Regions from separate parts of the Sus scrofa genome. Here all the other regions are linked to region 1. Evidence: chromatin contacts called from public HiChIP or PLAC-seq and promoter capture Hi-C data. All regions are on one chromosome and are shown on one strand. Each heading gives the region's core, a stretch centred on a gene start, on an enhancer-like site or on the middle of the called end of the contact. The rest is flanking DNA. Distances are from core to core; before and after follow the strand shown.

The links. Promoter capture Hi-C pulls out the DNA fragments that hold promoters and counts their contacts. HiChIP or PLAC-seq counts read pairs in DNA pulled down with a chosen protein or histone mark.
Region 2: a contact with region 1 is called in a promoter capture Hi-C map of liver, with 4 times the contacts expected there. The contact joins the promoter of PURB here to the promoter of YKT6 in region 1. A contact is called at or near these places in 2 of 5 promoter capture datasets (fetal liver and liver), 1 of 47 Hi-C or Micro-C datasets (heart right ventricle) and 2 of 2 datasets of contacts at active chromatin or transcription factors (alveolar macrophages and skeletal muscle).
Region 3: an H3K27ac HiChIP or PLAC-seq map of alveolar macrophages shows a contact between it and region 1. The contact joins the promoter of DDX56 here to the promoter of YKT6 in region 1. A contact is called at or near these places in 1 of 47 Hi-C or Micro-C datasets (heart right ventricle) and 1 of 2 datasets of contacts at active chromatin or transcription factors (alveolar macrophages).

What each region holds. Positions count from the first base shown.
Region 1 is chr18:50,969,480-50,973,837 of Sscrofa11.1, reverse strand. YKT6 (YKT6 v-SNARE homolog) reads left to right here and starts at 2,454. Exons shown (of 7, transcript NM_001244914.1): 1 at 2,454-3,045. The coding sequence starts at 2,942.
Region 2 is chr18:50,508,284-50,512,641 of Sscrofa11.1, reverse strand. PURB (transcriptional activator protein Pur-beta) reads right to left here and starts at 2,632. Exons shown (of 1, transcript XM_013985807.2): 1 at 1-2,632. The coding sequence starts at 2,460. The coding sequence ends at 1,534. It overlaps LOC106506854 (a long non-coding RNA gene), which reads left to right and starts at 2,810. Exons shown (of 5, transcript XR_002340473.1): 1 at 2,810-2,901; 2 at 3,413-3,547.
Region 3 is chr18:50,703,781-50,708,138 of Sscrofa11.1, reverse strand. DDX56 (DEAD-box helicase 56) reads right to left here and starts at 2,526. Exons shown (of 14, transcript NM_001244543.1): 1 at 2,432-2,526; 2 at 2,180-2,341; 3 at 890-1,050; 4 at 452-622; 5 at 243-333. The coding sequence starts at 2,491.

The DNA.
Region 1 (4,358 bases), core at 1,205-3,704:
CAGGTGCAGCTTGGATCTCGTGTTGCTGCGGCTGTGGAGGCCGGTAGCTGTAGCTCTGATTTGACCCCTAGCCTGGGAACTTCCACATGCCGCAAGTGTGGCCCTAAAAAATAAATAAATAAATAAATAAAAATAAATACATAAATTTACAATATTTGCTTCCCCCTCCATATATATTATAAATACTTCTGGACCCTTTGAGAGCCCACTGCAGACATGACATCCCTTTACCCCTCGGTACTTGTGTTTATTTCCTAAAACCAAAGAATTCTCTTACATAACCACAACACCATGATTGAAATCAGGAAATTAAAACAGATACAATACTATTCTGCAATCTATAGGCCTCTAACAAATTTAAGCCTGTGGCCAAAATCTCCATTTCCCACAGCCTGTAACCTACGGTGACCTCTCCTCCTGTTTGTCATGAATGATAACGACACATATAATCATTGCTGTTGTTACTTATTAAACATCTACTATGACCAGAGCTTGGAATATAATGTCTTATCATTTCCAGCAACAAGATATTTTTCCAGTTTTGCAAATGAAAGAGAAACCATAACCAGAGAGGTTAATGGTTTGTTCACTTTTGTGGTTTGGTGGTTTGTGGCAGGGCTGGGACTGAATCCAAGTTGGGGTGACAGCTGGAGGGACGGAATGGAAGGTGGGTCTTGCTTCTGAGAAAGATGGATGAACGTGGGGCGTTTGTAACCACTTTGGCCAAGTTAGTTTTTCTGGGGGGATGGAGGCTGAGCAAGGGTGAGAGGAGGGAGAGAGCTGCTAGGGTGGAGCTGGCTATGAGTTTGTTATGTGGTTTCGTGTTGGTATGTGCGTCTTACTAGCGATCTCCTTAACCTGGGTCTCAGTTTCTATGTCTCTAAGGTGGTATATCGTCCTCTGTTTTTGTGAGGATTAAATGAGGTAGTATATAGGAGTTCCCGTCCTGGCTCATTGGTTAATGAACCCAACCAGTGTCCATGAGGACGCTGGTTTGATCCCTGGCCTTGCTCTGTGGGTTAAGGATCCGGTGTTGCCCTGAGCTGCAGTGTAGGTCAGATCCCATGTTGCTGTGGCTCTGGCGTAGGGCGGCGGCTACAGCTGATTCGACCCCTAGCCTGGGAACCTCCATATGCGGCCTGTGCAGCCCTAAAAAGACATAAATAAATAAGGTAGCATATAGGAAGTGTTTGCTATAAGGGAAACTACTGTTATGTGTCAAGTGAATACATTTAAATATATTCCAACCAAACGCTGTCCTCCTGGTTCCTCCTTTTGTACAAGTTTTGGGGCAAAAGAAAAGGGGCCTGTTTTCCTCAGAAACGGCTCTCGCTCGCCCCCTATCGGGCAGCGGTGTCAGCGCAGTTAGGATAGGACTACACTGACGGCTCTCCACCATCCAGTCTTCTTGTGACACTGTCTAGTGTGCTGTCTGTGGGTAGCTGGCCTGGCATTGGCCAAAGGCTGTTCTTGAGGTTTGGTACCACAATGAAGGAGATGTAAGAAAAATCCCTTTCCATCCTTTGCACTTGGAAATACCCAGGGAAGAGGGTTGGGGAGGAAGGTGCTGAGTGAAAGGGCAGGTGGTGGGAACTTCCTTCAGCCACAAGAATATCTAGAGCAATGGTCCTCTAAACCACTGCTCCCCAGGGCGCATTTGGGAATGTCCAGAGACATTTTTGGTTGCCCAGTGGCGGGTGGAATGCTACATCTAGTAGGTACAAGGCCTAAGATGCTGCCTACAATGCCTGGACAGCCCCCTAACAACAAGAATTATCCAACCCAAGATACCAATAGCACCGAGGTTGAGACACCCTAATTTAGAATGTTTAGAGGGATGGTGTTGATTTTTCAAATGTACCATCTCTTTCCCATCATTTCAGATCTGGCTGCTTCTAGCATGATAGTTGTAGAAGCTTACTGCCAACTTCCAAAGAAAAGGTCCCTTTTTGTGTGTGTCCTTCAAGATGCTTTCTGATTACCATTTAATAAACAAGAAAAGGGCAAGAGGCGGTACCCCTAGGGAACGGAGCCTCATTTATGGCCATCCACGGAAAAAAGCATTATTTTTACATCTCAAGCAAAATGACTTTACACCAAGTCACTTTACACCTGCCCCTTTTGGGGTGAAGCGGCCCTGCTACTCGGTGAGGTCAGCAGTTTGGCTCTCAAATCAGTGGTTAGTCTGACAACTGGTTTCACAGGTGGTGGGGCAGGCCCGGGAGCCTTCACCCCTGCAGGGTTGTGCTCAAGGGTCTTGTGTGACCAGGGATTTGCTCCCACGAGGGCAGGAGGAAGGCCTGGGAAGGGCATGAGCGGAATCAGATCATCTGAAAATGAGAGGCATGCCTTTACCTTCTGGCAGGAGCCTGTAGAAGAAAAGGTTCCTCCCCTTTACTCAAAAGGAGATCTGATTTACAAAACAGGTACCGGGAAGGCGGTTCGCCCATAAATCAAAGTCGCCCCTGTAGGGTGCACAAAGCACTGGCTCGTGGGTGCTGCTCTGGATCTCACTGCTCGGAGGGAGGACGGTCCTGGGGGACCCTGGACCCCCCGAGAAGACTCAGAACCAACCAGTCGGAAAAGGGACGGCCGTCGGAGAGGACGATTGCAGGAAAAGGCTAAAGACTGCGGGAGAAAGAGCCGGGCGGCCCAAGACAGCCCCGAGAGACCGCGGCGAGCGCACGCGCACGCGCAGCACCATGCCCCGCCCCTCGCTCACGTTTCCGGCCGCCCCTCTCTGCATCCGGGGCACGCAAACTCTTCGTTAAGCCTCAGGCGGCCGCCCCGGACCGGAAGCGGAAGTGAACCCCGAGCCAGGGGGAGGAAGCCGGTGGCCGACCCGTCAGCAGCCGGCGGCGGTCTCGAGGGGCGGCGCCGCCCTCCTCCCTGCGAGCCGGTCCCGCGGCCGGGCGGGTGGCCGGCCCGAGGCCTCGGCGCCATGAAGCTCTACAGCCTCAGCGTCCTCTACAAAGGCGATCCCAAGGTGGTGCTGCTCAAAGCCGCGTACGACGTGTCCTCCTTCAGCTTCTTCCAGAGGTCCAGGTGAGCGGGCCTGGGCGGGGATCGCCGGGCCCGGAATCGGGGGAGGCCCGCGGCTCGGCCCCCCGTAGCGGAGCCCAGCGGCGGCCTCCTCCTCCGGCTGTGGACTGTGCCTCTGAGGAACCCTTCTCCCTTCGACCTCGGAAGGCTTTCTGCACCCCGCTCCAGGGCGGGCTCCTGTAGGATTTCGGTCGCGTGAGAAGTAGAACGGGGCTGTGAAAAAGTGCAGATTCCCCAGGTTCACGCCCAGACAGTCCGAACTAGTAGGTTGAAACCCAGAAGTCTCTGTTTTAAGCCCGCAGCTCCCGCTCAGTAGTTCTGACCCGGGAAGCTTGTGTGCCACGCCTCAAGAGCCACGTTTAGACGTTCCGGTGGGGCTTTCTACCCTCCTCTCGGAGAGAGTGCTGTACTCTCCCGTCGAGTGAATGAAGTCACTGAGGCCCCAAGCGATGATGTCGAACCAGCCAGGACTCACCAAAGTTACATGCTCTTTACGGTCCTCTCTATGGTTTGGGAGGACGCGTGGGATTTGTAGGGCTTCCAAGCTTTCAAACATTTGTGAGGCGTGTAAATGCAGTAAGGTGGGTATTCGGAGAACCACAGACACTTCCAGCCGGATTGTGGGGGGGTGGGGGTGACTCAGGCGCAAAAGGAGAAGGACCCGACGGAATCCAGGTCTGTGGTCACCCAGTCCCCAAGTCTGGTAGAATCTGCCGTCTGGATTCTGTTTTCATTCTTTCAGTGCAGTTGTCTTCTTCTTCTTCTTCTTTTTTTTTTTTAGTGAAAGTATAGTTGATGTACAGTGTGTTGCCAGTTTCTGCTACACAGTAAAGTGACTCAGTCGTACACATATTTTTTTTTTTTTCAGTATTATCTTCCATCATGGTCTATCCCGAGGGGCTGGGTATAGTTCCCTGTCCTGTACAGTAGGACCTTATTGTTCTTCCGTTCTAAATGTAATAGTTTGCACATCCACTAAGCCCAGACTCCCAGTCCATCCCCTCCCCCTCCCCTCCTGCTGGTCAGTCACACGTCTGTCCTCAAAGTGTGTGGGTCTGTTCCTGTTTTGTAGATGAGTTGCTTTGTGCCATACTTTAGATTCCACATATAAGTGATATCATACGGTCTTTGTCTTTGTCTTTCTGACTTAGTTCACTTAGTGTGATATCTCCGGTTGGATCTCTGTCTCTGTGAATGGCAATACATTTATGGCCGAGTTGTATTCCATTGTATGTATGTGTGTATATATATACCACATCTTCTTAATCCATTCATCTGTCAGTGGGCATTTGGATAGTTTCCCTGTCTTGCCTACT
Region 2 (4,358 bases), core at 1,383-3,882, 460 kb after region 1:
TTAGTAAAAATCATACTGAAAATCCATTTAAAATATAGAAGAGGCGATCCTTGAAAACCCCAACTTTTATTCTTGAAAGACAGCTGGATAAACTGGCAAAAGCCAGTTTGTTGAAATCGCAAGATGGTATAAAAATGCTTCCAGGATATAGTCAGCATATTCACGTTCACTTCGGCTCCATCCAGATGGATTTCAGCTTCCAAAGGGCACGCTGCTTGAATCACTCATCCATCATTTGCCAACTTTGATTGTGAGGTACTGATACAACGGATCAAGTTCTTAAAAATTTATTTTAAAAGAATAAATGATGCTGGAATTCTGGACCTGAGGATCTTTAGTATTTGAACAAATCCACAGACTAAACTGAAGGTAGATGAAAACTTCAGTTTTGGTTACTTCCAACTTTTCTGTGAGGACGTATGTTCCATTAAAGCTCAGGCTTGTAGCCAAACTGTTCCTTTTGTAGCTATCTTCAAGTTTTATGGTTTAAAATCCAGCCAACCAGTGGCCGAAACAGCCGAATTAGCCACAATTCACTGGCTCACGCGGTGGAGCCACAGGGATCTGGCTCTCATTCACATCTAAGCCATTTCTCGGTAATGACCTCCATATTTGGAGATCGGGGAAGAACTTTAGTGAGCAGCAACCAATCCACTCAAACAGTTTTCCTTGTGCTTTATGTCCGATTTCTTCTTGTGCCTACCTCAGCAACCCCCCATGCAAAACTGCTCTTCTAGCTTTGAAAAAAATTTGCCAGCTTTCAAAATATTATAGTAACGGCTTCTAGTTCAAGGAGTGATATCTGAATCCATTTGCATCCCGGAAAACAATTCTGCAAAGACATGGGCCTTGGTTCAGGTCCCATGCAAAACCATGTGAAACAAAATGGACCCAGTTTGTTTCTGTATTCCCTGGTGGCTTCACGAAATGATTTTGCCCTGTCTGTGGTTACTTAGTTGCTCCTCTTTAGGAAACGTGTACCCTCAGAACTGGGTAACTGAAAAGGCCTCTCTCTTCACAAGAATTCCATGAAGATCTAGGTTCAAAACGCTGACTTCAACGGAGGTGAAGGGATAGACACGGCCAAAGTGTGGTCTGGAAAAATCTTCCCAACAGGTTACCCAGGTACAACACAAACTCAACTGTCAGCAATGGGTCTGGGTAACTCGAAGGTGTTCCTTGGCCAATGTGCAAGGATCTGACCCACCCAGGGTTCAGGAACCTCAGCTGGGAAGCAACAGAAGCTGAGACTGTTTTGCTCAGGTGAGGAGACGCTGTTGTTTTGTCTTCTCTCCTCTCTTTGCAGGTTGCTGTCAGTATCTTGGAACTTCACTGCTTTTCGCTAAGTGTCCGTGACGGTTCTCTTCTGGTTACTTCTCTTAATTAACTATATTACTTTAAATTTTGTTTTCTCCCTCTGGGGCCTCCCTCGCTCCCCCTCCTCTAGCTCACTGGGGGATGAACAGGAAGGGGAGCTCTCTAGCCAAGGGGACGGTGGTGGGGTGGAGAGGCCCGTAGGGAAAGCTGCGCGTTTCAGTCCTCATCCACCTCCTCTCCCTCCGACTCGTCTCCGCCGCGTCGCTCATAAAGCTTATCCCTCTGCCGCTCCTGGATCTCTTTCATCTCATCCGCATACCGGCAAAAGGCGCCCCCGAACTTGCCCCACGCCTTGAAGGGGACGGTGATGGCGTTGCGGTAGGAAGGCTTTACCTCGCTCACGCGCAGGAACACTCCGTACTTGTTGCAGCCCACGTCGAAGAAGAAACGCTTGGAGTCCACCGTGATGGAGGTGCCTTCCGGAAGCTCTCCGTAGAGGCCGCCCCCGGGGCCCCCGGCGCCGCCGCCCGGGCCCCCTGCCAGCTCGTCGTCCTCGCCGCCGTAGTCGTCGATGAGCTTGGCCAGCGCGTCGCGGAACTCGATGAGGCCCTGCGCGGGCAGCGCAATGGTCTGGCCGCTCTGCAGGCCGCCGGGCCCGGGGCCGCCGCCGCCGCGGTTGACCGTCTGGCGGATACGCAGGAAGCGGCCACGCTGGTTCTCCTTGAGGTCCAGGTAGTACTTGCGGTTCTCGCGCACCAGGAACTCGCTCTTGAGCGCGCGCCGCGGCCCACCGCCCTCCTCGGCGCCCGCCGCCGCTGCCACCTGCTCGGGGCTGCTGGGGCCCAGCTGCGCGTAGTGCTCGATGAAGTCGCCCAGGTAGTCGCGGAACTCGGCGGCCACCGCCATGGACAGGGTGAGGCGGCTCTTGGAGCCGCCCGCGCCCACCTCGGCGATCTTGAGGAAGCGACCCTTGGCGTTCTGCTTCACGTCCAGGTAGAAGCGTTTGTTCTGGATGTCCAGCCGCTTCGAGGCCAGCTCCTGCGTCTCCTGCTCGCCGCCGCCGCCGCGGGACGCGGGCTGGAAGCCGCCGGGCCCGCCGCCGCCGCCGCCGCCGCGCTCGCTGCCACTATCGCCGTCCGCCATCTTCTCGGCTTCCGCCGCCACCGCGCCCAGGCCGCCGCCCGCCGCCCGCCTCGCTCGCGCCCCCGCCCTCCGCCCTGCGGCTCGCTCTCCGGGGCCCCCCAGCCTCGCCCGCCGGCCTGCTCACGCGCTCCCGCTGCTCATCGCCGGCCGCCGCCGCCACCCCCCATCGCCCCCGCGCCCCGCCCCGCCACTTCCGGCGGGCCCGCTTCCGGCGCGCGCTTCCGTGACACCACCCCCGCCCCGCCCATTACGTCTTCGCTGCCGGAAGTGTCGAGCGCGGCGGCGGCGGGGCGCAGGGCAGTGACGTCACGGGGCCGCAGGCGCGGGGCGGAGGACCCGAGGGGTAGGCTGGGAAGGATCCCTGGGAAGCTTAAGGGTGTTGGAAATAGTGTGCGCTTGTTTGTGATGGTGGCTTCACAGATGTGCCAAAACCTTTGAAATGTACTCTTTGAATAAGTGCGGTTTATTCTAGGGAAATTATACCGAATACAGTTATTATTTGTAAACAGAGGAATTAAAGGAGAGAGGATGTTGAGGTCGTCTGCGTTAAGAACTACAACGGGGGAGTTCCCGTCGTGGCGCAGTGGTTAACGAATCCGACTAGGAACCATGAGGTTGCGGGTTCGGTCCCTGCCCTTGCTCAGTGGGGTTAACGATCCGGCGTTGCCATGAGCTGTAGTGTAGGTTGCAGACGCGGCTCGGATCCCGCGTTGCTGTGGCTGTGGTGTAGGCCGGCAGCTATAGCTCCGATTCAACCCCTAGCCTGGGAACCTCCATATGCCGTGGGAGCGGCCCAAGAAATAGCAAAAAGACAAAAAAAAAAAAAAAAAAAAAAAGAACTAAAACGAGTTTTATAGGATTGCTGGACAGTAATCTGTGAGTAATGTTTAGCATGATACCTGAGTTATAGTGATGCTCACTAAGTGTGGCCTCTTGCCTTTTTTTCCTATAGTGCCTGAAACATACATGATAATATCATCTTCACCATGACAACAACGTAAGAAAAAATGAAGGACTCAACTAAGCAGTGGTAGTGGGGCTGAAGCGCCTAGGAAGGAGTTAACTTTTATCAAATACCTATGTACAGGTACTGACAACCATTTTGCGCGGAAGAATTCGTGTGTCCATGTTCACGTTGTGTGGAGAAACCGGAATGGATTTAAAAATTGGTTCCCACTGTGGCCCATTGGGTTGAGACTCTGACTGCAGCCGCTTGGGTCCCTGCGGAGGCACGGGCTGGATCCCTGGCAGGGGCAGTGTGTTAAAGGATCCAGTGTGGCCTCAGCTACAGTGGCTGTGGCCAGCGATCAGTCTTTGCCCCTGAACTTCCACATGCCTCCACCCGCCTTAAAAAAAAAGTGCAAAGCATGTCTTTCCATGGGAGGAGGTGTGTGCTGAGAGTCACTCTACGTGGGTCTGAACCCCATTGTAGCTGTGAGGTCTTGCGCAGTTCAGTTCATCTCTAAGGTTCCGTTGCCTCGCTTGTTAAATGGGAGTAATTGTACCTGTCTTGTGGGGTTGCTCTAATGCACACAAAGCACATAACCTGCAACAAAGGAAGCACTTTCCAAGTACTTAATCACCCTTTTTCCTGTTTGGTAAGAAAGACCCAATCAAACAAATTTAAAATAATCGCTATCAACCAAACACAAGGTCGTCCAGGGAAAGATGTCAAATTTGGGGCTTTGAACATTTCAGTCCTGGAGAGGATTTGGACATTTCAAATCCCTAGGGAAGGAAGGCCATGTCAGGCACCACTATGCCTTTACAGGAGATGTCCATGACGCTCCTCTAATTTCTTGCTAAGCAAGCAACTTCCCTGTATAGGGGGTCCCAGCACTCAGCTCATGTGAAGCACTCTCTACCCTTCTGTTCATTTCTACTAGTTTGGTTTTAAT
Region 3 (4,358 bases), core at 1,277-3,776, 270 kb after region 1:
CTGCTTGGGCCTTTGGGCAAAGATGGTTTGAACCCCCCACCAGGGGACATCTGGAACTGCAGAGCAATTTTAGATGGCAGAGTGTGGGGGGTGGTCAATGACTATCGGCTTCTAGGGCCTCAGAACCAGGAATGGCAAACCCATAACTTCCCACCCAAAAAAACCAAAGCATTCCTTTGAGACGGGAGAAGGGATCCATGGCGTATCACCTCACTGACACGAGGCTTCCACAGGGCCCTTACCGGGTTATGCAGCACCAGCTCCTTGAGTGCCTGTACATCCTCGTTAAACGTGGCGGACATCAGAAAAGCCTGGTAAATCCGGGGCAAGTGGCTAAAATGAAGCAGAGCCCCATGAGACTCCAGCTCCAAAGGCCTCTACTAGGGGCAGCTGAACGGGCTGGCCCCCTCGCTCCAGGCCCTGGTGTCTGTTCACAGCCCCTCTTCCTTACCAGAGAAGACTCTTGAGCTCTTCCTCAAAGCCAAAGGAGAAAAGGAGATCAGCCTCATCCACCACCAGCAGCTCCAGGGAGTCGCGCAGTTTTAAGTTGTCTTGCTGCAAGTGGTTTAATATCCGAGATGGGGTCCCCACCACTATATCAGGCTTCTCCATCAGCACAGCTCTGCAGGTGGGCAACACCTCAGTATTGGGAAGAGGGTAGCAGCTGGGACCTCACCACGCATTAGCCTTTTTTTGGCGGGGAGCAGGGAGCGGCACTCCCAGGCCAGAGACTGAACCTGCGCCACAGCAGCAACACAAGCCACTGTGGTGACAATGCTGGATCCTTAACCTGCTGCACCACAAGGGAACTCCTAGCCCTCTTTCTTGCTGCGCACAAACCCAATCCCACATCTCAGGGCAGATTCACTCCCCCACGGCTTTCACTCACCTCTGAGAAGCTGAGTCTTCAGCCGCTGAGACGTTGGCCACCCGGATATCTCGAGCACAATAGGCAGCCAGCTGCTGAATCATGGACTGGGCCTGCCGAGCCAGGTCCTTGGTCGGCACAAGGACAAGGCCTCTCACAGCCTGCTCGACCGCAGGGCCTATCTGCGAAAGAAGAATTCAAGGCTTCAGTCAGTTCGTGTCACCATGGCAACTGGATGCTTTTCCTCTACCTCCTCCAGGCAATTTGACACAACTGCTATGACTTCAACACAACAATCTTTTTTTTTTTTTTTTGCCATTTCTTGGGCCTCTCCCGCGGCATATGGAGGTTCCCAGGCTAGGGGTCTAATCGGAGCTGTAGCTGCCACCCTACGCCAGAGCCACAGCAACGCGGGATCCGAGCCGCGTCTGCAACCTACACCACAGCTCACGGCAACGCCGGATCGTTAACCCACTGAGCAAGGCCAGGGATCGAACCCACAATCTCATGGTTCCTAGTCAGATTCGTTAATCACTGCGCCACGACGGGAACTCCAACACAACAATCTAGTTGTGCTTTTTTTTTTTTTTTTTGTCTTTTTAGAGCCACATCTGTGGCTTATGGAAATTCCCAGGCTAGAGGTCCAACAGGAGCTATACAGCTGCCAGCCGCAGCCGCAGCCTCGGCAACACCAGATCCTAGCTGTGTCTGTGACCTACTCCACAGCTCATGGCAACGATGGATCCTTAACCCACTGAGTGAGGCCTGGGATAGAATCCACTTCCTCATGGATATTAGGTTTGTTACCGCTGAGCCACGACAGGAACTCCCTAGTTGTCCTCTGACCAACCCCCCACCTGCTTCTAGGCACTTCAGAATGTAGACCAGAGGACTCTTCTCCCAGACACTCACCACAAAAAGGATAACTCTCTTTACAGCTACAAAGTTACAAAAAATGTATCCGTTAGGAAACCAGAGTTTCACAATAATCTATAAGTAGGAAGGGAAGAGGTGCCCCCTTTTAAAGTAGGAAAAAGAGAAACCCCATTTACTCAGGATTGTACAAAGAGTGGTGGTCGGAGGGCCTTGACTAGAACCCAAGTGACCTGAATTCCACCCCAGAGCGTTTACAGCAAGAGCACCAGTTTCTTTCAGACCAACCTTCACGTGTAAGAGGCCATAAGGAAACCCGGTACTTGGGAAAGACTTCGGTGGGTGGCGATGGGGGACACAGTCTTCCAAGGGGGCACAACGGAACTCAAACGCCTGCATCTCCCTTCCCGGCCTTTAAAGGCCCCTCCCCCGACTCACCGCCTTCCTGTGGAGCAGCAGCTGCAGCATCGGAATGGCATAAGCAGCGGTCTTCCCTGACCCCGTGCGGGCCCGAGCCAGGAGGTCCTTCCCCTCAAGGGCCAAAGGAATGGCTTTTTCCTGGATCAGCGTGGGTCGCGACCAGCCCAGGTCGGTAACGGCCTAGGAGAGACAAGGGACGGCTCAGGCGGCGCGCTGCCCTGCTGCCACCTCCCCTCCACCTCGGACCGGCTCCTCAGCCCTCCCCAGTACCTGTAGGAGCCGGGGGTCTAGGCCCATGTGTTCAAAACCCAATAGCTCTGGATCCTCCATGCTGCTGTTCTGTAGTGACAGCGCGCATGCGCGACAGGAAGTGCACGCGGGGCCGCGTAGGCGGGTCACAGCAGCAGCCAATCATCTTAAAGGATACGTCACCTCCCGGAAGTATCGGAGCCCCGGCTTCCGATGTTCTGACGGAGGACCGCTGCCGCGGCGGCGGCGCGCAGAACCCGGTGTCTCCGGGGAGAGGGGACGGGCGAGGGGCCAGGGTCGGCTGGGAGCTGTCTGGTCCTCGCTGGTCCGCTGACACTGCCTCCTAAAGGCGTGCTGCGCTGGGATTGCCTGCGGCGGGGGCGGGGCTGCGTGGAGGCGGGTGAGATTCCCTCCTGTGCCCGCCTCCGCCGACCCACAACGGGTCAAACAACCAGCAGGACTGTCCCCCGGTTACATGCTTAGGGCTTTCCCTTCACCTCGAGGTTGGTTTTAACAGCCTCACCCTAGTATTTATTCGGCGTTAGTTATACTTGCATTGACAAATACATCAGTGTTCAAGCGTGCTCGCCTGTGTTCTATTTAAGAACAGGCGTGCGGCGGATGGTAGCTCACCACGTACGAGAAACACTGGTGAGTCCCGCGCCCTTTCTTATGCATCTGGGGAATCTGTCGGATTTGTGTGTAAGCACTAATTTCTCTGCCACTTACGGTGCTCAGGAAAAGTGCACCAACATATGTTTTACAGGGCTGTTTGGCTGTAGCACTGCGGGGAACTTGGGAATCTGAACCGGGGCAACAGCTTTGAGTAGAAAGACACTTGGTGTACCAACACATGATAGAGGCAACCGAGGCTGGCTAAGATTCAGGGTCACAAGCAGTCCAAAGGACAGGCTAGAGCGATTGGACTGTACAAGAATGATGTTTGGGAGAAGGAGATGAGGAAGGTAGGTTGGTCTGGGGTTCCCAAACCTGGCTGCCCCGATGTTGCCTGCACAGCTTGATTAAAAATAAGGATTCGGAGTTCCCATCGTGGCGCAGTGGTTAACGAATCCGACTAGGAACCATGAGGTTGCGGGTTCGGTCCCCAGCGTTGCCGTGAGCTGTGGTGTAGGTTGCAGACTTGGCTCGGATCCCGCGTTGCTGTGGCTCTGGCGTAGGCCGGTGGCTACAGCTCCGATTTGACCCCTAGCCTGGGAAACTCCATATGCCGCAGCCCTAAAAAGACGAAAGACAAAATAAATACATACATACATACATAAAAATAAGGATTCTTGGTCCCCACCAATTGCTGCTGTTAACAAATTCCCATAATCTTGGTGGTTTAATGCAAGTTTATTATCTTTGAGTTCTGTAGGTCAGAAGTTTCATGAGCTCTCACTAGGCTGAAATCACAATGCTGGCGGGGCTCACTGGAGGTTCTAGAAGAATAATTCGGATTTTGCCTTTCCCAGCTTGGCTTGAGGTCCCCTTCCTCTATTTTCAGAGCTATTAACAGAGGGTTGAGGCCTCACATGTCATTACAGCCTTCTTTTGCCTCCCTCTTCCATGTTTAAAGACCCCTGTTACCATAGTGGGGCCCACTCAGATAATCCAGGTACTTCTCCACTTAATGTCAGATGATAGCAGCCCTAATCCCTCTTTGCCATGTTTGGTAACAGTCACAAGTATCCAGAATTAGTACATTGAATTGGACATTTTTGGGGGGCTTATTCTGTCTACCACACTACCCCAAATGTAAACCTACATAATCAGACTGGAACTGAGCATTTGCCAAGGATCCATGTCGATGAGTTTCTCGGTTGACCCCGTGCACCTGCTCTGTCATAGACCCAGCTTGGGTGCCTTGGGTTAGGCTTTCGCTGTTGTTAGGGTGAGAACAGAGAGCAGTTCATGCACCACAGATAAAGTGGGGCTGGGACCAAAAGAT